Linked DNA regions of Mus musculus: regions 2 and 3 are each linked to region 1. Evidence: chromatin contacts called from public ChIA-PET data. All regions are on one chromosome and are shown on one strand. Each heading gives the region's core, a stretch centred on a gene start, on an enhancer-like site or on the middle of the called end of the contact. The rest is flanking DNA. Distances are from core to core; before and after follow the strand shown.

The links. ChIA-PET counts read pairs in DNA pulled down with a chosen protein or histone mark.
Region 2: an RNA polymerase II ChIA-PET map of memory CD8 T cells shows a contact between it and region 1, with 17 read pairs. The contact joins two enhancer-like sites. A contact is called at or near these places in 1 of 484 Hi-C or Micro-C datasets (embryonic stem cells) and 2 of 115 datasets of contacts at active chromatin or transcription factors (embryonic stem cells and memory CD8 T cells).
Region 3: a contact with region 1 is called in an RNA polymerase II ChIA-PET map of memory CD8 T cells, with 5 read pairs. The contact joins two enhancer-like sites. A contact is called at or near these places in 1 of 484 Hi-C or Micro-C datasets (embryonic stem cells) and 2 of 115 datasets of contacts at active chromatin or transcription factors (embryonic stem cells and memory CD8 T cells).

The regions. Positions count from the first base shown.
Region 1 is chr12:76,361,655-76,365,211 of GRCm38.p6, forward strand. The region is part of intron 1 of Zbtb25 (zinc finger and BTB domain containing 25); the gene reads right to left. Among named protein-coding and RNA genes, the nearest start is that of Zbtb25, 6.1 kb to the right of the region's middle. Within about 2 kb of position 1,592, at least 11 of the 459 cell types and tissues checked have an H3K27ac peak or open chromatin away from gene starts, as enhancers often do. A contact at or near this core is called in memory CD8 T cells, where this site is marked.
Region 2 is chr12:76,921,625-76,925,181 of GRCm38.p6, forward strand. No RefSeq gene overlaps it. Among named protein-coding and RNA genes, the nearest start is that of Gm46358, 13 kb to the left of the region's middle. Within about 2 kb of position 1,602, at least 27 of the 459 cell types and tissues checked have an H3K27ac peak or open chromatin away from gene starts, as enhancers often do. A contact at or near this core is called in memory CD8 T cells, where this site is marked.
Region 3 is chr12:76,902,231-76,905,787 of GRCm38.p6, forward strand. All of the region lies in intron 7 of Fntb (farnesyltransferase, CAAX box, beta), which reads left to right. All of the region lies in intron 1 of Gm46358 (a long non-coding RNA gene), which reads right to left. Among named protein-coding and RNA genes, the nearest start is that of Gm46358, 6.3 kb to the right of the region's middle. Within about 2 kb of position 1,776, at least 8 of the 459 cell types and tissues checked have an H3K27ac peak or open chromatin away from gene starts, as enhancers often do. A contact at or near this core is called in memory CD8 T cells, where this site is marked.

The DNA of each region.
Region 1 (3,557 bases), core at 342-2,841:
GTGCTACTAGAACGTTCAGTTGGAGATAAGCACGGAGCAAGCAATGAAAATAAGATATTCAAACTGGTTTTCAACAGGCTTAGACAGATAAAACGGAGTAATTTTACTGAGAGGGCTGTGAGTATTTTGTCATCAGAATTCAACTCAGTATAAAGGGGGGAAAAGAAAAGGAGTAAACAGAAGGAAAGGACAAGCTCAGCTGCTAAGGAGACTAAGTGTAAGAGTACACCAAGCTGTGCCTGAAGGTATCCCGCTGTCTGCAGTGAGCTATGTAAGATGCTCGTGTAGGAACAGCACTGGCAGTCACTCACTCAGTGGCAGGGAAAAGAGCAAGACTCTTTTAGGAAACCTAACCTCTTAGAGTTTCAGCGCAGCCACTAACTAGGTCTGTCTCAATTCCCTGAGCCTCAGTAGCACTTATGAAGTGTGGATAATGGCAATTTCTTCCTGAGGTGTCAGATGAAGCACTCTGGAGGCTGAGGCAGGAGGGCCTGGAATTTAAGGCCAGCCTGGACTACAGTGAGAATTGTTAATGAGGGTGTTGTGTGTGTGTGTTTGTGTGTAACAAGAGGGTATATATATTTGATAGGAGGACCTGTAGTAAGTGTCCAGTAAGTATTAGACAGTACATCTCTAGGTCGGTTAATCAAGGAGACAACTAGAAACCACGTAATGGCAGCAGGGAATGAAGGGAGAGCTAGACAGAGCCACCAGTCACAGAACCGACACGATGTGGCGGCAGACAGGACACAGTCAACCACAGGCTGCAAGCTAAAGGCGAGTGGGTTGCTAGAAGATGTCATTTATTTCTTCAGCGCACATTTTCACAGTAACTGCCATGTTCCTGCCGTTGATATTAAAGGTAAAACACTAGAGCCAGCCACAGGAACTGGCTTAGAGGAGGCGGCTTCTTACACGGTGAGTTCAAAGTGTCTACTCCAGGAAAAGGAAGTAGAAATGTCTAGTGATGAGTGGAGACAGCTCTAGAAAGATCAATGCCAAAGGAGACCTCTGAAATGACAAGACTGAAGTTTCTAAATATGTAGAGCTATACAGCGAAGCCAAATTAAACAAAACAAAACAAAAAACTCTAAAAGCTAAGTATGGGTTGGGCCTGGTGGCACATGCATGCTGTAATCAAAGCTACCCTGGCTTCCAGGCCCTGCATGTTAGAGATTCAAGGCTTGCCTGGGATAGAGCGCAAGCTTGAGCTAATTTGGGAAACTTAGACTTTGGGTCAAAAAATAAATAAATAAAAACTTTTAAAAAAGGGTCTAGATAATGGTAGAGGATTTGTCTAGCATTCATGAGCCCCCGGGTTCACTTTTCAGTACTTAAAAAAAAAAAGGTAAGTATGAAAACTTGAAAGCCAGAAAAGCTACAATAAAACAAAGCAGGCAAACCTGGGACCTGAGGAAAATGCAGAACCCTGAGAGGGGGAACGCAGGTGACCAGGAGAGCAGGTGACGTCCTACAAGTGCAGGGAAGTAGCTGAGGCCAACTTTCTGATTCAAGACGACCTTTCAGGGTAGAGGCAACAAAATAGGAGGTACGGTCAGGGTGGGGCCCCGAGGAAGCTGGAGACCTCAGGAAGAGCTCTGGGTGGAAGGTGAGACCTCTTAGAGGCAGAAGCCACTCCAGATTAACCAGGGAGTTAGCTGGAGGGACTGAGGGTGGGGAATCCGTTAACTCACGAACTACGAAGTCAGTTCATACAGAAAGGGAAAGGGGACCTAAAATACTAACAGGATTAAGCTATGTAAGGAACATTCGAACACAGTAACTCCTTCCTCTTTAGTTTCCATTTATCTATCCTCAGAATCTCTTGAGAGCCTGCCTTCTCTAAGTGGTTAAACCCACTCCATGAGATTCCAGGGGTTTTTTTTGGTTTTTCAAGACAGGGTTTCTCTGTGTAGCCCTGGCTGTCCTGGAACTCACTTTGTAGACCAGGCTGGCCTCCAACTCAGAAACCTGCCTGCCTCTGCCTCCCAAGTGCTGGGATTAAAGGCGTGTACCACCACTGCCTGGCGAGATTCCATATCTTTTATTTTCAGGTGTAAAACTATTTAACCTCTCGCTTCAAATCTCTCCAACATGATACCTCGCCTCCATCTTCAGGTACTTGTGGCAGAATTTCCCAGGAAGGAGCTGAACTCCAACCTGGCCACCATGCCCTCCTAGGCCTTGGTGTCATTCCTTTTACTGGAAGCCTTTTCCAGGCTGAGACTTCCTATTTGCTTACAGCCTTATTTTACATCTTTGGTCTACTAACTTTTGTGTCACTGTGGGGTCAAACTTCATTGATCTTCATTGACTAGGGTGATGGCCTCCTGGTCTTTGTTTTTTTTCTCCTATCTAGTCATTTATATACTAAAGCCTATGATGAGGGGCTGCTGAGATGGCTTGGTGGTTGAAGAGCTAACTGCTCTTGTAGAAGACCTGGGTTCAGCTCCCAGGACCCACACAGAAACTCACCACCTTTTCTAACTTCAGTTCCAGGGGGCTCAGATGCGCTCCTCTGGACTTCATGGATACCAGGCATGCACATGGTACACACATACATGCAAAGCACTCATACACATAAAATACGCTGTGAATAACGTAAGAGACTCTGCAGTAATATTCCTCCAACAGTGATGTTTTTGTTTTTATAATTAACTTGGCTGAACTTAACACTTCCAAGTTCTGCTCCTTGATTGTGGGGTTTGGCTCTAGGTGTGCTCTTTGGAGGCCGTGGTAAACATGTCCAACTCAGTGATGACAAGATTCAGAGTATTACACATCACCCCAACAAACCATTTGTTGAGCATCTCCCCCACTTTCCAGCTGCATGTTGTGTGCTCTGCCCTTTTTCTTCTAGCAACAGTTACCCCAGTTTTAGTCACCCACTGTGCCACCAAAACCATAAAAACAGAAACAACCACTGCTAACCCTTCTGCCAATCCAATTTTCAAAGACACACATGGTAACAAGACATACATGAGGGCAAAACACCCATATACATAAAATAATAAAATCTGGTTGGAAGACAGACATGGTAGTATATACTTGTAGTCTTAGCACTTGTGAAACTGAAGCAGGAGGATTGCTGAAAATTCAATGTAAGCCAAGGCTACACAGAGTGAGTTCAAGGCTGGTTGGCCTGAGCCTATCTAATAAAAACCAAACAAAAAAAATTAACAGAAAAGATTTTTGGTAGGAAAAAAAAAGATGTAAAGTAGGTTGCAGAAAAGAATTAAAAAAAAAATCACCCTTCATTATTTAGAAAAGCAAAGAGTTTAAAAACTTTAAAAACATTTTTATTATCAAATTAGTATTTTTAATATTTTATTCTGAGAATTTCATACATGTATACAAGGTATTTGTATCATCATAATATCCTTCCCATCTAAGCACCACACCCTCACCCCCAAGTAATATTTATAATAGGCTTAGTATTGATAGCTATGAGATTATAAAAGCGTTATTTACTTTCTAGATCGCAGTAAATTAGCTCTGGATTAGTTCAAACTAAGATGAAACAAGTTTATAATTTAGTTAGCATGATATTCAACATC
Region 2 (3,557 bases), core at 352-2,851, 560 kb after region 1:
TGGTTGTTACTTGGCTCAGTATGGGTGCTGGGAACCAAATTTGTATCCTTCTAAGAACAGCAAGTGCTCTAGCCACTGAGCCTTCCTTCCAGCCCACTGTGCTATCTCCTGTCTAATCCCAGAAAATTCCTTCAGGATGCCCCTTTGCTCTGGGGACTTCCTGTCTCCTGCATATGAATGAAGGAAGTTGAAATCCATTCCTCCTTGAGCACCTCCTTCACACACTGAGTTCTAGAGCTTGTCTCCAGTCCGAGCAGGGGACTGGAGCTATTGCACCAGGCAGGGTGGACGGACATCCTGGCCATAGGCAGGGAATGGTATGGATATAGCCAGAATTCTGTGGTTACTAAGAGACAAGAAAGGTCAAGAAGGCGACGTTCTGAGGCTTGCTCCTTGGGAAAGGAGGATACCTCAGGAGGAAACTCCATCCATGCAAATAACCCAGAGCTACATTCTGCCTACAACTCCCATCCCCTGGAAATGTTTACTTTGCTAATAAAGGTTTGGGTTGCAACCCATTATCCTAAGTTTATCTGTCCACCACGGACAGGAGAAGGCTCAGCACCAGAAGCCTTAGGTATTGGAGATAACTGCAGTCATAGCTGGGGTCAAGAAGCCACGGTGGTCTGTGATGTCTTTATACCCTGGAGCAGGGCCTAGAAGGATCAGTGGAGTTGGTCTAGGGAGAGGAGAGGATACTGGTGCTGTTGTCTCCGGGTTTGTACTAACTTTTCTCTATAATTCCTTTCCTGGAGAACTTCCCAATTGAGCCTTCAGGTGGGCCTGGAGTGAAATCTCAGATTTTTTTTTTCTGGTTTTGTGTTTTTATTGGGGTTTTATCATGGGCAGGAGGTGCCACCACAAGGTATGCCCCTCCCACCAAGCAGGTCCGTTCTAATCCTCCTGTGCTTTCTGGGACTTTTTCTTTTTCTTTGTGCGACTCTTTGTGAAGTTAGCAGCAACTTCAGGCTTCTCAGAAAATTTCCTTTTCTTCTTAGGGATGGTGGGGCTTGCTGCCTCCTCTTCTGGTTCACTGGCCACTTCCTCCTTAGATGAGGACCTCTTTCTGTGAGGAGGTACATGAAAACCTAAGAAGAAGCAGCTAAAACCCCAGGAGACCTACAGGAAAATGGAATGGAAGACCCACCTGTCTCTGCCTAAAACCAAGAAAAAGAAAGGTTCTCCCAAGGAGGAGTTGGCCAGTGACCTTGAAGAGATGGCCTCTAGCAGTGTAAGTGCTGCTAAGAGAAATGTCAGATGTTATTCGATCCATATTTTATTATGTAGATCCTGAGTAAAAGATACTTCCAGCATAGCATTTGACTCCAGGAAACTTTTAAGTAAATACCAAACTACAACAGTTCTGTATCCACCTGAGGCCCACCTGCCCACCTTGGGGATTCTGGCAGCTGTTCCTGGCAACAGAAGGCCCCTCAGGGGGCATTCTTAAACTGTTCTTTCATTGTAGCCTTGTGCCTGAGTCAGTTAGCATCAGGTGAGAGTCTAGCCAATAGCTCTTTGGACTAGTCTACACCATGGAACTCACACCGAGGCCTAGCTTCAGGAAGTCTTCACTTGGCCAGTAGCCCCATGTGTTTTCTGGGTCTGTGAACTTAGGACCGCAGAGCCTATTCTTGTGGGTTCCTTTGAAGCACAGAACTGCAGTGTATCTTCCTGTGTCAGAACTACAACAGCATAAAGCCTGTTCCGTCTACCACGCCACGGGGGTGTTACAGACTAAATACCCGGAAAGGGGAAAACACAGGTCCAGAAGCCTGGAGGAGGAAGGAAGATATGGTGCCTCTCAGAACTGAGTTTACTTAATGAGAGCCTTCTGGGGTCAAAAGGCTAAAGCGGGTTACTGTAGAGTTCTAGCGGATGAAGGCTACATGCCAGTTGCCAAGAGCCTCTTCCTGGTGATAAATTCCATAACAGATGTATCATGTAGGTCTTAGGGACACTGAGAACCCGCGCATACTCCCTGCCTAAGCTGTCCCGCAGACTCTGTAGTAGTAGGACTCTATAGGAAGCCACTTAAAACCATACAGAAGCAGAGACCATAAAGACGCTTAAATACCAGTGCCATGGAAGGGCCCCTGCCCAGGGCTAGCGTCACTCTGACCTGGCTGTGTTGCTTCCTAGTGCTTTAACTCATCAGATAGAATTTAAACAGCGGTAAGAGGCAAGCTGTGATGGTTCGTGGGTAAAGCATGCCACCAAGCCTGACTGCTTGAGTTTGATTCCTTGGGTCCCACGTGGCAAAAGGAGAGAACTGACGCCTACAAACTGTCCTTTGATGTCAACATGTACACTGTGACATGCATTATGTATGTATGCATGCATGGATGCATACCTACATGCACACAATTTAGTTATTTATGAATTTTATTATTTTAGTATATACTTTATATTTTAATATGGAATCAATTTATGAAATTATATTACTTATATAATTATTAGCAAGTTGTGTTAATAATAATAACTTAAGGAAACCTTTGGGGCTGCTGTGACGGCTCAGTGGTTAAGGTTTGTTGACTAGAGGACCTGGGTTCAGTTCCCAGCACCATATGGTGGCTCACAACTGCATGTTAACTCCAGTTACAGGGGCCCCAACACGCTCTTCTGGTTTCCTTACATACTAGGCGTACATGTGATGCACATGTACTTGAAAGGAAACATGCATACATAAAAATACATCTTTTAAAAATGAAACTGTAGCCGGGCGTGGTGGTGCACGCCTTTAATCCCAGCACTCGGGAGGCAGAGGCAGGTGGATTTCTGAGTTCGAGGCCAGCCTGGTCTACAAAGTGAGTTCCAGGACAGCCAGGGCTACACAGAGAAACCCTGTCTCAAAAAACCAAAAAAAAAAAAAAAAAAAAAAGAAAAAAAAAAGAAACTGTAAGAGGCAGATGCCTTACACTATTTCATCAATACTAACTCTATATACTGTATTAAATATATATATATATTACATTTATTTATATATATTAAAGTATACACTTTAATATAGTCAGGTATTAGAGATGGATCTGTCTAGAGCCAGAAATAACAGCTTAATGGCAAAATACTTGCCTAGTATGCTCAAAGCCTAGGGTTCTGTACCCACCATCACAAACTAAGAAGAAAAAGAGCAGCCGCAGCAGCAGCAGCAGCCACCGGTGTTTGATGGTCCTGAGTGCAGTGCAGTTGTGGCTAGGGGTAGGACCCATTGGCTTGAAGTATTGGGTGTGTGGACAACAATGCTGACATTCCATCACACAGATTAAAGCTTGTCTCAATTTCACTCAAACCACCTCTTGGAGAAGTATGTTCCGGGAAATGGCAGGAGCTCACTATGGCTTTCAGCTTCTGAGTCTAGAAGCCTGGATCAAAGCCCCAAGTGGGAAATGGATGTGTTTCTACCTACATGCTGTCTAGACTCTCACTGTGGCCTAAAAAGATATGAGCCCTGCACAGAGTGCGTATCAGGGAAGGCACCGACTGGACACGTCTCAGTGACCTCCTTCCAGGGTAAGTTTGACTCAGAAACATTTGCTTCTCTGATGCTGATTTGAGAG
Region 3 (3,557 bases), core at 526-3,025, 540 kb after region 1:
TGCTTCTCTGCCACCAGCCCAGAACGGAGGTAGGTTTCTCTAACCAGCTGGTTAGGTGCTGTTAGCCTCTCTACTTGTCAGTCAGCTTTTAGGATTTCGCTATTGCTAGCCTGTGCTCATGTCATCTCCTGCTGTCTTTATCCTGGCTGTTTATGCATTTAAATCCTCTTACTTCTGTTTTATTGGGCTATTGCATTCAGTTCTTTGTGTTGTCCATTATTTGTGTTTGTGGGTGTGGGTGTGTGGAAGACAGGGTCTTTGGCAGCTCAGGCTGGGTTTGAATTTGCTATATAGTTGAGGCTGGCATGAACTCTGATTTTCTTCCATCTATCAGTGCTGAGATTACAGGCATGCGCCACCATGGTCATTTCCTAAGAGTCTTATTAGCTGAAGAAAAGCAAGGCGCAGAGAGGGTATATCATATGCTCCTGTTTGTATAAAACCACGGGAAGGAAAGCAGAATATATGTCTTTAGTATATGTGTGTGGTGTGTGTGCATGTAGTGTATGTGTGTACCATGTATGTACTGTATGTATATATGTATGTGTATATAGTGTATATAGTGTGTGGAGTATGTGTGTGTAGTATGTGTGATGTGTGTGTGAACGAGACACAGAGGAGACAGACTGAGGCACAGAGACTGATAGGTCTCTGCTGGTCATGGGAACTAGGGGTTGAGAATGGGCAAGAAGTTTCTTTGCAGTGTGTATTCTTTCACACTCTTAGGAGTATAAACTGTTTTACTATTACCTTTTGCAGCCGAAGCAAAGATTAGTTTAGCAGAGAAAGGAACTTGATCTCCCTTGCAAACTTGTCACTCGCCTTACTTTTCAGATACGAGTGCTTTCTCTAGTCCAAGTAGCCAAGTGCACTGGCAATCTAAAGTGAGGTTCGTGTTTGGGTGGTGATGGAGGTTGAGGGACAGACAGACAAGAGCAGTCTGCTCTGAGCATGTAGCTGGTTTCCCTGAGCCTGAGTTATCTCAGAAGAAAGCCTGTGGGCTCTCCAGACTTCAGGCCTCTCTGGGGAGGGGTTTGGGGGTCCTGTCAGCTCCTGGATGAAGGCCTGTTCACCTGTGCTGTTCCACTGTGGCAGAGGAGAAGAGTGACTTTAGGAAATGCATCGTGATAGTGTCACTTAAAAATACATTTAAAATTCAGGGCTAGGGAGAGGGCTAGTGGTAGAGTACTTGGCTTGCATGAGTGGGGCCGCTGATTCAATGCCAGCACACATCCAGGTGCTGCACACATGCACACACACAGACCTCAAAATGACTTCATAGGGGGCTAGAGAAATGGCTCAGCGGTTAAGAGCACCGACTGCTCTTCCAAAGGTCCTGAGTTCAAATCCCAGCAACCACATGGTGGCTCACAACCATCTGTAATGGGATCTGATGCCCTCTTCTGGAGTGTCTGAAGCTACAGTGTACTTACATATAATAAATAAATCTTTAAAAAAAATGACTTCATAGATAAAACATGCTTGTTATAGGGAGGCAAAGAAGAAAATCTGACTTCCTTATAATCTACCACCATGATACCAGCTCTCCGAGTTTCATTCGCTAGTGTTGTGATAAAATATCCTTATAGAAATCAGTGCGTGGGGGGTTGCTTTACTTCAAGAGTCTAGGATACATCACAGAACAGAAGTAAGTAGAGGGAACAGGAACTTGCTAGGCCGGAGCAGAGAGAAATGAGTGCGCTCTTGCTTACTAGTGCTCAGCCCTCTTTCCACTCTTACACAGTTCAGGACCTAACGCAGGATATGGCACTGCCCATATCAGTTAACGCAATCAAGGCAGTCTCCCTCAGACATGCGAGCGGCTGGGGGGGGGCAACCTCCTCTAGACACCCTTCACTCACACTATTCTCTCCAGTGAGTCCACACTGTGTCAAGTTGACAGTTAAAAGTGACCATTATAAATTTTTGGTTGTTGATTTTGTTTCTTGAGACAGGGTCTCACTATGTAACCCTGGCTGACCTGGAACTCACAAAGATCCACCTGCCTCTGCTTCCCAAGTACTGGGACTAACAGCATGTACAACATGCCCAGCCTCAGACTTTTTTTTTTTTTTTTTTTTTTTTGGTTTTTCGTGACAGGGTTTCTCTGTATAGCCCTGGCTGTCCTGGAACTCACTTTGTAAACCAGGCTGGCCTCGAACTCAGAAATCCACCTGCCTCTGCCTCCCCAGTGCTGGGATTAAAGGCGTGCGCCACCACACCCGACCTTTTTTTTTTTTTAATGTATATTCTTCCAGAGTTCTGGAAAGTCAGCCATACAGTACACTGTTGTTTTCTAGCATTCATGTAATACCTGAAACATTTTCATAACTCCGTAGCACTACTTAATGAGCAGGTGATGGTCTGTTGTAAGATGCAGCATGTTTATATCTCAGCCTCTGCTCACACACATCTGAATTTTTAAGTTGGCCTGACACTCTGCTCTCAAATATGGGGTTGTAGCAAACATGTAAGGTCAGTTCTTAGAAGTGGCCCTGTCCTGCTGACCCACAGGTGATGCATGGGCTGGGGAGGTGGCAGGAGACCCAGCACTTGCTGTGCAAGCGTGAGGACCAGAGTTCAGCTCCTCAGAGCCATGTAAACTCTGGGCAGTCATGGCGGCTGCCTGGAATCCCAGCACTTGGGTGACAGAAACAGAACATATCCTGGGCAAGCCTGCCCCCTAGACTAGCTAGAAGCAGCAAGCTGCAGGTTCAACAAGAAACTACCTCTGACTGGGTAGTGGTGGCGCACACTTTTAATCCCAGTACTCAGCAGGCAGAGGCAGAGGATCTCTGTGAGTTCGAAGCCAGCCTGGTCTACAGATCAAATTCTTGGACAGCCAGGGTTACACAGAAAAATTCTGTCTTGAATACCACCCCTCGCCTATCCCCCCAAAAAAGAAAGAAACTACTTCAATGAATAAAGTAGAGTCTCATATGCAGCTCTCGATGGACTGAAACTTGCTGTGTAGACCAGGCTGGCCTGTAGCTTAGAGATTAGTCCTAGGTACTAGACTAAAACATCAGATAGTTTAAGTATATGGAAAATTCTAAAATTTAAAAACAAAGTTTATTTTTTTAAAGATTTATTTATTATTATATCTAAGTACACTGTAGCTGTCTTCAGACACACTAGAAGAGGGCATCAGATCTCATTATGGATAGTTGTGAACCACCATGTGGTTGCTGGGATTTGAACTCAGGAGCAGTCAGTTCGCTTAACCACTGAGCCATCTCTCCAGTCCTCACAAAGTTTATTTTTGAGCAGTTACAAGCTGGGCACAATCTTATACTTAGGGGGTTTATCGTTGGTATTGTTTGTTTTTGTTTGAGAGAGGATCTTACTCTGTGGCCCAGGCAGTCCTCCTGCCTCGGCCTTACGAGTTCTGAAATTACAGCCGTGAGCTATCACACCCAGGTAGTTCCAGTCTCTGTGAAGCTGACGTAGGAGGATCACTTGAGCCCACCTGGACAACAGAGTTGCCAACAACATAGCTCAAAGTGTGTGTGTGTTCATTACAGAAGTTTTAAGCCATGCAGCCTGGTAGTGTGGGT